Linked DNA regions of Ovis aries: region 2 is linked to region 1. A link is a contact called in public Hi-C data. All regions are on one chromosome and are shown on one strand. Each heading gives the region's core, a stretch centred on a gene start, on an enhancer-like site or on the middle of the called end of the contact. The rest is flanking DNA. Distances are from core to core; before and after follow the strand shown. Region 1 holds the start of LOC121820423 (a long non-coding RNA gene). Region 2 holds the start of ITM2B (integral membrane protein 2B).

What was found. Hi-C and Micro-C count contacts between places; a contact is called where the count stands out from the background.
Region 2: a Hi-C map of liver shows a contact between it and region 1, with 3 times the contacts expected there. The contact joins the promoter of ITM2B here to the enhancer-like site in region 1. A contact is called at or near these places in 12 of 16 Hi-C or Micro-C datasets (blood, hypothalamus, liver and 5 more).

The regions. Positions count from the first base shown.
Region 1 is chr10:18,281,351-18,287,970 of ARS-UI_Ramb_v3.0, reverse strand. It overlaps LOC121820421 (a long non-coding RNA gene), which reads right to left. Exons shown (of 7, transcript XR_006060915.2): 5 at 503-614; 6 at 1-64. LOC121820423 (a long non-coding RNA gene) reads left to right here and starts at 1,434. Exons shown (of 3, transcript XR_006060917.2): 1 at 1,434-1,756; 2 at 1,843-2,036; 3 at 2,513-6,620. Within about 2 kb of position 4,005, at least 32 of the 54 cell types and tissues checked have an H3K27ac peak or open chromatin away from gene starts, as enhancers often do. A contact at or near this core is called in liver, where this site is marked.
Region 2 is chr10:18,370,013-18,376,363 of ARS-UI_Ramb_v3.0, reverse strand. ITM2B (integral membrane protein 2B) reads right to left here and starts at 2,381. Exons shown (of 6, transcript NM_001134304.1): 1 at 2,265-2,381. The coding sequence starts at 2,381.

The DNA of each region.
Region 1 (6,620 bases), core at 2,756-5,255:
TCCATACCCAGGGTTGCATATAATTTCTCTTTAGCCAAAGAAAGGCTGAGTCAGCAGCTGCCAACTAAAGAGAAAGGAAACAGGGTTAATTAAGAGGAGCTATTGTGGAATAAACAGCTGGATTTACAAGGGTGTGCATGAGAATGCTTTGATGCAGGCATTTAGAGAGAAAAGGATATAGAATAATTGGTGGTTATATTGGCAGATCAAAGGGTCTCAAGGGCATTGCAGGCCATGCAGGTAAATGGTTTGCACTTTTCCTGCATTTAGTATGTACGCATTTTGTGAGCATAATAATAATTTGTAGTCACACAGGACCTTTCGTCTGGGGAGGAGCTCAAAGCACTTTGAAGATGTTAATAAGCAAAAGACCTGCTCATTAAGATTGCTTGAAAAGAAAACTTCTCCTTTCAGCATATGTACATGATGGCTGGGAAGATTCTGACTTACAGAGATTTGTTATCACAGGCAAGTTATTTCATGTTTTCTTTTTATAACATACCATTGGATTTGGAGTACCAGTAAAACCTCTTTCTCCGGACAGTCACACCAGATGGAACAAGTAATTCAATTGTGATGCGCTTATGTAGAGATCACACTCTCGCCCAGAAAATCTGGAGATACAGCAAAAGCAATAAGTATGTTGGGTATTTGTAAATGGATATTTCAGGTTGTGAGACAAAGTTGTAGACTAAACTCAGTCAAGCACGCCTGCAAGAAGGACAGAGCATTCCTAGTCCTGTCTGAGACTGTGTTTGTTACAGGAAATTCAAAAGCAAAAATACTAGAGTCCTCTGTCCCGGTCAACAGGATGATTTTAAGGCTTCTATGGGGATTTGCCCGGTGGCCCAACGGCTGAGACTCCACACTCCCAATGCAAGGTGCCCAGATTCAACCCCTGCTCAGGGAATTAGATCCCATAAGACACAACTAAGACCCAGCGCAGCCAAATAAATTAAAATAAAAAAAATTTTTTAAAGGAGTTTTACAAGCTCCCATATCAGTTTCCCTACATCAAACACTACAGCAAATCTCTCCATAGATGAAGCCTGCTTATCAAACCTTCTCTCACCCCAGCTGTCAGTATTGGATAACTCCTTTCTGTATGCTCTCTAGGCAGGGAATGTGTTGTATGTTTGAATATCCCACTTGTCCAAGTTCTTAGTATTTAAGTCATTTTTTCTTGCGTCAGTTGGATGCTTATAGATCTTCCCTACTAGAGAGCAAACTCCAGGAAGGCAAAAAAAAAAAAATCTGTTTTATTCACCTTAACATCCTCTAGAGGGCTTAGCACAGGCAGGGGCTGAACCATAATACAACCTATTAATAGTTATTAATGGGTCAATTAATATCTATTAATTCCCGTTAATAGTTATTTCTTTTAGTTAAGAATTGCCCTATAGCATTTTTGTAATAGGAGGAGAAATTGCAAACAACATAAACGTCCATCCATAGGGCACTGGCTTTTGGCACGTCTGCGCAACGGAACGACCCAGTGTCACAACTAAATGGAATGAGGACCTGGAAAAATGTAATAATTTGTGCAACGACCATCTCAAGTCAAATAATATCTATCTGTTTCAGGATCTCCATTTTTTACAAAACAAAACAACGACAACAAAAATCCCCGAGCGGATGATTGAGAGAGATATGAGGTGAAGAGATGGAGAACTAGATGAGCAGAGAGATCAGTTTTTTGTAATTCATAGAAATCGGAAGCCCTGGAAAGCATGAGCCATTATCCACAGTATTTCTGGTGAGTGGGGCTGTAGGGAGTAGGCTGGCTGTGAGACGAAAGCGCTTCACTTCTTACTTTTATTTCTGTACTGTTTGAATTTTTAGCAGCAAATAAGTATTATTTGAAGTCATTTGAAAAACAAGAGGAAAATATCAACTTGAAGTTTGGGTTTGCTGAAGCTGCCTTCTGTTGGGCAGATAACCCGATATCCCATATTTCTCAATTTCACGGCCTTTCTCCCTGAAAGAGCTTCTGGCACTGAACAAGCTAGAAGGGACAAAGTCTTCCTTTTTTCAGAGTAAGCATTTGGCCGGATTCAAACTGACTCCCTTGGGCATCTCCCTGGGGCATCTTTCCAGGACCTTGCTTTCTAAACTTGGTATATTAATGCGCTGGGACAGACTCCCGGGCTGACTCTGGACGTTGTCAAATATCTCTCTGGTAACTTTCCTAGGCTTTCTGGTCTCCAATGAGACTTGGGCCTTTTTCAGTTGTAAATTAGCCTGGATCAAAATTCAGGCAGGAGGCCCCACAGCCCCTGAAATCCCTCCGCTTTCTTTCTGACCAGGGCATCCGCACTTTCTTGAAAATCCTGCTCTACCCATGAGGAGTGGGGGCTGGGGTGGGCAACTGTTGCGGTGGGGGGGGGGGGGGGGGGGGGGGGTGCGTGTGGTCTGGATCATCTGAAATAACCGCTGGACTTATTTCTGAAGTGACTCCTCTCTTGCCTTGACCAGCAGGAGAGATGTCATTTGTTTTCTACTCTGTGTATAGGTTGGCCTGCTGCCAGCATGATCCTCTGAGCTGAAGAAAACTGAACCGTCTCTCAAATGGAAAGACAAGGGGGAATGTGTGTGAATATTATGAATCAGTGCACTTTCCTGTGATCTGGCCTGGCCCATTTTTAGTAGGGGGTTGGTTTAGGGTTAGTTTGTGGTTCCAGAAACTTGCCTACAGTCCAAAGGAGGAAAGAATACCCTCTGGTGGTTAGAGCACATTCCTGCAGGAGACACCCTGGACACCCTAAATTTCAGCCTCCCATCCCCACCCCCGGCCAAGTTGGTCCTGGGACACATGAGCATTATCAGTCAAAGGAAACCACGCTTAGAGAAATCAGCTCCACCTAAATCTTCAGTGATATAAAGAGACACAGGCAGTAATATTTCCATTTCCCAATTACACTTTTTGTTGTTGTTGTGAGTTACTGGGTTATATGTTGTACAGATTAAAATGCTTCATTCTGTTATTTTATTATGGAAAAATTTCTCATCATGATACAAACTATCGACCTGGACTGGTTTTTTATGTGTACCATTATTGATGATGTATCTATCTATCGTTATGCTCATTTCAGGACCATCTGGGCTTTCCAAATGTATCTATTCTCATAAGAGACTTTGTGGGCTCAGAAAGTATTACTAGTCCTGCTGATTGCTGTGATATTCAGAGGTATTTGTGGTCGTAGGTTCTAGTCTTCTTGTTTATCTGTTCTGTGTGTGCTAAGTCACTTCAGTCGTGTCCGACTCTTTGCAACCCTACGGACTGTAGCCCACCAGGCTTCTCTGTCCATGGGATTCTCCAGGCAAGAATACTGGAGTGGGTTGCCATTCCCTTACCAGGGGATCTTCCCGACCCAGGGATTGAACCCATGTCTCTTGCGTCTCCTGCAGTGGCAGGCAGATTCTTTACTGCTAGCGCCAAGCCACTTGAATTGTCATAGTTGGCCGGATTGCCCAGGAGCGTTATCAAAGCAGATGCTCTGGAGAGGCACGGAGCAAGCCTGGTGTGGAATGCTCAGCGTGAGACGGACTTCCCGTGGACCCTGGACTTTTGCCTTCCTGAATCGCTGCCTTTTGCCTCTCCCTTTGGGAATCGTGCCATCAAGGTCACTGTTTCCTGTTCCAAATATTCCTTTTAGTTTCTGTTTTGTGAGAACTCTGTACAAAGCTTTTTCCCTTGACCGTCTGTCCTCCCAGGCCTGAGATGGCTTCTGTAGTGAGCAGAGTTGAATAAACTCAAGGTTCCTTCTCGAGAAGTGGGCATCATTGCCTGCTTCTCCACTTGTCACCAGAGAGTGGAGTGTCCTTGGAGAGGCTGTGGCACCAGGATTTGAGAGGAGAGAAGATAAAGTAGGTGCAGTCCATTAGTTAAGACCTGCATTTGCTTCTTATCAAAATGTGCACTGGCCACCTGCTAAGTGACCAGCTGTCCAGGTCTGCCTGGGACTGAGACACAGGACTTTCGGTGTTGAAACTGGCAAAGTTCCGGGTGAGCAGGACGAGTGGGTCACACCAGTGTGCTTTTAGGACTCTGTGAACCTGCTTTTGTTCCTCTCTTTCCCCAGATCTGATGAGGCCTGTTCCTTATGCCTCCTTGAAAAATCCACAATGTTTGAAAACAGTCACACACTAAGGATTTACTGCCTTTCGAAAGTGCTAGCCATGAAAAACTTTTCATTTGAGTTAAAAGTTACACAAGCATGAACTTGTGTCAGGCATGCCTAAACCACTCTACTGCAATGATTTATCATCATTTATAAGCACGTTGTCAAGGCTGACTGTTTCGGACAAAGTCCAGTGGTGGGGCGGGGGGAGTTGAAGGGATAAACAGATCAACCACAGAAATTACCAAGTGCTGGGCGAGTGGTGTGGGAGGCCAAAGAGCAAAGTGATGACTGTGGGCTGAGACAGCTGGGAGAAGCTTAATACAGGAAGTGGGATGTGGAGAGGGCTGGAGAGGACTCTGCGAAGAAAAGGTAGCTTTAAGTGAGAAGAGCCTCTTCCAGGCAGAGGAAACAGCTGCCTATAGACCCAGGAGAGCAGTGTGTGGGAGCTGCCTAGGCTCCTTGCCCTGAAGCTGAGCTGTCAGATGGGTGATCAGTTGCAAGAGGGTGTGGAGGACCATCCCTGTGTTTCTGTATCGAGGCTTTTGCAATTATTACAGGCACACGGAGCACGCCTTTTCCAGACAGAGGGAGCACTTCTTTCTTCTCCTGTCCCTCTGCCAGCTTTTTTTATAGGTTAGGCCCAGCCTCTCTAAAGAATTACCTGACTGTCTCAGTAAATATTTGGGGTGCAAAGTCCTGGAGCATTGTCAAAACTCTGTGTGCCTGCTCCACCCTTCCTTCCTGAGGCCAGCGCAGGGTGGGGCAGCCCGCAGAGTGTGGGCAAGGAAGCTATCCTTCACCTCCCTGTAAACAGGCTTAGACACAGAGACGCAGAGCATCAGCCCCGGCAACCCCATCCTCAGCAAACGCAATGGACGTTTTCTATGTGAAATGGGCTGGTTAATGACTGTCTGTCTCCCTGACACATAAAACAGGAACCGCTCGGTAGTGGACCTTCAAAGACCTTATCACAGATTGAACGTAACATTGTGCCTGTGGGTTTGTCATTTAGATGTTACTGTATCACAGTGAGTGTGGAAGAGGTTCAGGGTGTACCAGAAGTGGAATCTTCCACCCTTTGGGGCCTAGTAGGTGGTAACCAGTTTTTGTTGTATCCTCGATGGCTACGCCATTCTTTTAAGGTGTGGCCTGCCCCCTTACCTCCCATCTCAATGGCGTGGATTTACCTAAATGACCTTTTTCTTCCACAAATCCCATTGTTCTTTAGTGAAGGGAACCTCTTTCAATGCAGCAAAGACCCTGTGAAGATGTGTCTGTGAACCAGGTAACTGCCAACATAAACGGGGTCATGGGAGACAGAAGCAAAAGCAGAAACTGCCTTCCATGAGATTTGGGAGAAGGGATACCAGGAAGGTTCTTGTACCTCGTCCACCAGCTTTTGACCTGAAAAATTCCTTCTCGTGATGCTTTAGTCTCCCAAATACTTCTGGGAAGATTATACCTTGCCTTACTTTCACACTAAAAATCTGTATCACTATTCTCCTTTTGTGAGGAATAGACAGGGCCTTGAGTATTTAAAGAGAAGAACCCATAGATACGAAAAAACACTGCCAAGTTTAACACTAATGAGCTGCCACTAACGCTAAGAAAACACTGACGAGCCTAGGCAGCTCCCACAAGGAAGTCTTAGCCTCTTTAAACCAAATCTGTATCTCAAGTTTTCTGCAATTTGTCACAGTTTTTATTTGAAACGGTTTGAATTACAGCAGCACTCAGAAAAACTCTCTTAGTTTTCTTGTTTTGGGTTTGTTGCTTCTTAATACTGTACGGTCTTCCCTTCTGTCATTCAATTTCCTTCCCTTGCTCTCACACTCTTTCCGTAAACTATTTTAATCTGTCCTATTTCCGATCCTGAATTCCCACCTTGGTCCCCACTGGTTGTGTTTATTTTTTAGCTCACATGATCCTTTCTTGGGTCGAGAGAGACCTGACTGCCCCAAGATATAACTCTGTCCTTAGAAGACCAAAAATCCGAGGTGAAATCATTGAGTTAATAACTGCATCCATTAAAAATATTGTGATCACCCTCCTGCTTTCATCGGTTTTATCTGAAGACATAGGTTGGCAATTAATAGTTCTATGCTTAAAAAAATGGAAGAGAAATTCCAGTAGATAGTGTGGACTAATCAGACACATTTTTCTTGTTTTAAAAAAAAGTAGCTTTATACTTCTTTTGGGTTTGCTGTTTCTTAATCGTAGCTATAACTGAGACATCTCTCCCCATCCTCTTTGTCTTGGGCATCTTCTTACCCATGTCTCTTTATAAATCATTATTATTATTATTATTATTTAAACAACTTTCCAATGGTTCTGCCCTTGTAATGTCAATTAGATCAGTATCATTTGAATTGAATCCTAAGGTATGGTGTTTGCTATTAGGTTAAACGTTTCCTTGGAGTCGATCCAGTTCTTTTTAACCTTTTTTGATAAGTAATGGCTTTCAAAGTCCTGGCTTGAAGATTCTTGTTTTGAATT
Region 2 (6,351 bases), core at 1,132-3,631, 90 kb before region 1:
AGGAAATGCCCCAGGCAAACACAGGAAGGCTGATTCTGTGCAGAATTCGGAGAGTCAAACTCGGTGGTCACGGTACAGTCACCCGAAGGAGTCAGAACATTATGTAATCACTGTCCCAGCTGTAAGAGACCGTCTGCAAATGCCTGTTACTAAGTAAGGTTTGCATTTACTGTTAAGTGACTGACGGGTTATAATGATTCTCCTTCTAATGTACAGCAATATTCTGTTACTCACTTAAGAGGTCTTTGAGTTCACAGCTCGAAAAAGCATTAGTCATTTTGTATGTGCCAGTTCATCCATGATTGCTGTGTGGTTATAAAGGAAGACAGGCCCTCACAGCTTAGTTCCAGTATTTTTCTTTGGATATGGGGATCTGAGAAAACAGCTAGGAATGGTTACTTTTTTAACTGCTGCTATGACCACAATATTTGAATATGGTGAAATTGAGAAATTCTGAGAACCTGAAAACACAGTCACCGTTTCAGAAATGACAATAAATGTCCAAAATCAGATTTACAGCTACCCAGCAAATTATTCTGATTTTTGTCCAGCGTTTCAAATCTCTTTCACAACAGGAACAGGGAAAAGCTATCTGAAGTGACATCATCGGATCCTTTCTTCCTCTCTTTTTTAGTGAGAGGAATTATATTTGTTCATAGGATTTTTTAAAAGATATGTAATAGGATTAAAATCTACCTAATCTCTATATATGTATTTCAGTCTGTTATGATGGGGTACTTGACTATCAATTTAATTTAGGTACAATGAATGTTAGACAAATACAGAGCTCAGATAATAATTTGCTGCTGCAATTATCCTCTGTGGATTCCAAACATTTTCTCTAAAACCTAGACTCTCTGCAATGGATTCAGGCAAACAATACCAATGCCAAAACGCTTAATCCTTTTAGGCAATCTGTCCACTTCCTATTTCAAGGCAAGACAGTCATTTAAAAAATCAACTCCTGACATTAGTGTTTTTAACTAGAACATTTCCAAAAATCCAGTACAGGCACGTGCAGATTAACACTGTATTTTCAACCATTTTTCACACTGTGTTTCCCAGTAGTAGTAATATATTAAATAACAGTCCTTAATACCTGCACAAGTTACTGGGGTTTTTTTTTTAAGTTAAAACTAAGTTTACCCTACTTACGGCAGGTCTTGAAAAATGCTAACAAAAAAATTAAAAGTTAGGAACATAAATAATTCTACAACTAATTTCTATAGAATTAAATTTTTGCAGCCTGAAGAAGATCTGGTAGAAAGGTTGTGAACCTTTCCTGTTTATTCAACTTCTGAGACAATCACATCCTAAACGACTATTACTGTAGCACGATAATAGTTCCTCTCTGGATTTCTGCTTAGGGCTAAAAGGGGGATTTTGTAAAATAAAGAAAAGTTGTTGAAGGGACCGAGGACAATTTTAAAAGGGATGAAGGACAATTTTGAAAGAGACTTAGGACAAGTTTGTTTAGTTTCACTTAGCTTAAGGGGTTCTCGTAAAGTTGCTGATATAATTTAAAAGTGAACTGTCGGTTTTACACTAACATCCAGATAGTAATCAGTAACCTTTACCGGGAATATTTCAGTTATAAAATGAACAGCCAGAATCTATTCTGAGCAGACCATCACCTTGCCTTCTCCCCTCGCCCGCTCCCTCCTTCTCCAGACCCCACGGCGAAGTTCACCTGCCGCTACCAAAGGGCCGTGGAAAAAGAGAAGGTTAAAGAAAAAAAAAACGCTTTTAAAATTAAGAGGCTTACAGGAGCCGGACTTAGTTCCAGTGCAGTTCAGCCTGGAAACGAAAGTAAGGAAGCAACTGCGGTTTAGGCTTGTAATGATGTCAGCCATCTTAGGGACATTATTTATACTGGGAGGACGTGCCAAACTCTTGTTGTTGTTTTGTCGTTTTGCATGTCGCCGCCGATCTCCAGGTGGAACGAACCCCGGCACGGCTCCACGCACATTCCTCGACTGCACCAAGCACCGTGCACTCGGCCCGGTTCTCCAATCCTCCTCCCCCGGAGGCCCCCAAGCCCCCGATTCCGCGCCGGGCACCGCTTTCTGTACACGCACTTTCTTACAAAGAAGCTGCGCCGGACAAGAACGGGGAGCAGCCCGAGAAAAGGGAGTACTCGGCCCTCTCACGGACCCCCGTCCCGCGCGCGCCCCGCGCTGTCCCGGGGCGCACAGCCGCCCTAGCCCCGCGCAGCTCTCCCGGGGCCCCAGCGGGCCCACTTCCCCGAGCCCCGGCCCTCGGACCTTGCAGTCCACGGCAACGGCGTCCGGAGGGATGATGAGCGCCTCCTCGCCGCTCTTGGACTCGTCCTTCTTGGCCTCCTTCTGGGCCAGAGCCGAGTTGAACGTCACCTTCACCATGGCGCGGCCTGGGGCGCCCTCGGAGGGCGGCGGCGGCGGGCTTGAGGCGCGGGCTGCGGGCTCCTGGCGGCGGTGGCAGCCTCCTCGGCCGGGCTCCGAGCGCGGCTAAGCGGTGGCGGAGGTGGACCGGCAGCTGCGCGGTGGCCGAGGCGGCGACTGCGGCACCAGTCCTGCAGCCTCGCAGCTCGGGGGCGAGGGCGGAGACGGCTGGCTCCCCGCCGGGGGCGGGCCGATCCGGGTGGGCGGGGTCGGGGGCGGGGCCGGAGGCCAGATGGGCGGGGTCCCGCAGTCTGAACCCAGAGTGAGCAACCGATTGCGGGGGGGGGCGGCGAGCCCTGCCCTCATCCCGGATGGGAGGAGGGGATCGGGCAGGGAAGGAAAGAGGGGTGCTCTTGTGCGAGGGCCTGGATTTTGCAGTTCCGATTTCGCTTCCAACCCTGTTTACCGCCGCGCACAGGATTGCAGCTTTTTAGCAAAATTAGGTGAACTTTCCTGGGTCCGCCTGGACCGTGCGTTAACCTCTGGCAGAACCAGGTCGACCCTTCCCTGCCTGCTGCCCCCACCGAAAACCTAAAGGCTGTGGACTCTGGGGGCCTCCATACCTCCACTGTCTAACTTTACTATGGATCCGACTCAGTGGAACACAAATATTCAGTGCTCTCTATCCTTGTGATCTCACTTCTTTATCTTTCCCGGACCCCACCCAAGGGCGTTACCTGACTCACACTTGCCTTGTTTTCTCCCCCCGCGCCGCCCTCGCAAGGTCCCAGGCTGCCCTGCCTAGTCCCAAAGCAATTCAGAGGAAGGTTCTTGGCAGATTTGTATTTCATACATCTCACATTTCTAAAACAAAATGTTCCCCTCTTGTGTAGACTTGGACAGAACCCACATGAACACGGGGCTGATTTGTGATTCATATTCGCTGATGAGTCTTTAGCGGCTTTCTACGAAATTAAAAAAAAATTATGGATAAAGCAAAATTTTGTTTTGAAGAGATCTCATTTACCACTAATTCGAGAGAGGATACGGGCCTGCAGTGATACTGAGTTAATGACGGTCAACAGATGACCCTTTGGATGAATGATTGATCTTGAATCCTTGTTCCACTCCATTCTGTCCACATTAAGCCAGAGATGTGGGCGTACTCTAGAATGTTTCAGCTGTGTCAGCTCTGCTCTGAGTCAACCATGAAGAAAGTGGGTTGAGTGTGAGGTTCTGGGGAATTTGGTTCTGTTCAAGGAGGGGGTTTAAGTCTCTTAGACTCTCCACAGAATCCCACCATGCCTGAGTGCTAAGTCCCTTCAGATGTATCTCTTTGCATGGCTATGGACTGTAGCCCACCAGGCTCCTCTGTCCATGAGGTTCTTCAGGCAAGAATACTGGAGTGGGTTGCCATGTTCTCCTCCAGGGGATCTTCCCAATCCAGGGATGGAAGTTGTGGTCTCCTACAACTCCTGCATTGGCAGGTGGGTTCTTTACCACTAGGGCCACCTGGGAAGCCCATAATCAGACCATAACTCCCTGCAATCGTACCAAGATCTCAGAATCTTCCAGATCATATATTTGCAAGAGTCATCCTGGACTGAGGTAGAAATCCAGACCAAACACTGAGTCTGCTTAAGCATTCTGAAATTCGACTACAAATGAGTTATGTGTTCCGTTGAAAATACTAAGAGATAGGTCAAGTCCTGGCACATCCTGACCCTAGCTAGCCATATGACTTGCAATGACTTATTTAAACTCCCTGGGTTTCCCTGGTCCAGGGATCAACTCTGTGGGGTTGACTCTGTGAACTGACATAGTTTCAGAGATTTCTTGCAACTCTACAATTGAAGACCAAGAAATTTTGGAAGCAAGATCTAGATGATTATAAATGGTTATACATATCCTTCCTAGGAGAAGGCAATGGCACCCCACTCCAGTACCCTTGCCTGGAGAGTCCCATGGGCGGAGGAGCCTGGTGGGCTGCAGTGCATGGGGTCGCAAAGAGTCGGACATGACTGAGCGACTTCACTTTCACTTTTCTCTTTCATGCGTTGGAGAAGGAAATGGCAACCCAGTCCAGTGTTCCTGCCTGGAGAATCCCAAGGACAGGGTAGCCTGGTGGGCTGCTGTCTATGGGTCACACAGAGTCGGACACGACTGAAGCGACTCAGCAGCAGCAGCAGCATATCCTTCCTGCTCCACTTTTAATGATACTAGAATGGTGGAAAAACACCCAAGGCATTTTGCACTATAGGGAATGAGGGAAGAAAACAAAATTATAAACAGCACTATTAAACAAACTAACAAACTGAACAAAGATGTTTGCCTGATCCAAAAATTAACTAGCCCTTAGTCAATTTCTAGTCTAAAAACTCGGGAATAAAACACTATTCCTTGTTTTGTGTACCAGCAGCAAGCAATAGTTTAAAATCAGATGGCAAGCAGTCTGGGAATAATCTGGTTTTGTTTCTCCACTTTGTCTGGTGTGTCTACAAAACTGTGTAGTACACAACAGAAGAGATAATGAAGAAGCTGGAACAAGACCAAACAAAGCAAATCTAGTCCTGTGATTTACAAAGGGTTGCCCAATGACCCTGGAAACTGAGAGGGGAGGAGGAGTCAATGACTCAACAGAAGAAAGTTGAAAACATTGTCATCAGTTACCACTAACTACTGAATGTGAAGAGAATCTTGGAAGACCTCTGTTTTCTCTTTTCACGGTGATCTTGAGAGAGTGATGGGAGGACACACTAGAGTCAGCAAAATAAATTCAAGGATCTTAGATCATTTAGATTAGTGTGATGTGTTGGAAAGGGATTCGGAGGGGCCAACACCCTCCCCACCCCGCCCCTAGTCCCTGCCTGCACCAGGGTTCTTTTACGTCTTCATGCTTTCTGTGCACTCTCCTTCAGATTTAGCAGGTTGATTAGGAAAACATTTTTGCAAATATAGGCCCCTTAGTGAAACAACATCCCTGAATATGTCCTTTAAAATATGTTCTTGACAAAGTCCCTCTTAACCCAGTGTGTGACTATAGCTGAACACCTTGTGGCTTTGTCTTAGATTTTATTTATTTAAAGGTGTTTCTTCTAGGCAAAAGGTGAAGGCATCTACTTGCTTCTCTCTAGACTTAGGAAGCATCACTCCGAACAAAGCTAGTGGAGGTGATGGAATTCCAGCTGAGCTATTTCAACTCCTGAAAGATGACACTGTGAAAGTGCTGCATTCAATATGCCAGCAAATATGGAAAACTCAGCAGTGGCCACATGACTGGAAAAGGTCAGTTTTCATTCCAATCCCAAAGAAAGAAAATGCCAAAGAATGCTCAAACTACTGCACAACTGCACTCATCTCACACATTAGTAAAGTAATGCTTAAAATTCTCCAAGCAAGGCTTCAGCAATACATGAACCATGAACTCCCTGATGTTCAAGCTGGTTTTAGAAAAGGCAGAGGAACCAGAGATCAAATTGCCAACATCTGCTGGATCATGGAAAAAGCAAGACAGTTCCAGAAAAACATCTACTTCTGCTTTACTGACTATGCCAAAGCCTTTGACTGTGTGGATCACAATAAACTGTGGAAAATTCTGAAAGAGATGGAAATACCAGACCACCTGACCTGCCTCTTGAGAAATCTGTATGCGGGTCAGGAAGCAACAGTTAGAAGTGGACATGGAACAACAGAGTGGTTCCAAATAGGAAAAGGAGTACGTCAAGGCTGTATATTGTCATCCTGCTTATTTAACTTCTATGCAGAGTACATCATGAAAACTGCCAGGCTGGATGAGGCATAAGCTGGAATCAAGATTGCTGGGAAAAATATCAACAATCTCAGATAAGCAGATGACACCACCCTTATGGCAGAAAGCGAAGAGGAACTAAAGAGCCTCTTGATGAAAGTGAAAGAGGAGAGTGGCTTAAAGAGGAAAGTTGGCTTAAAGCTCAGCATTCAGAAAACTAAGATCATGACATCTGGTCCCATC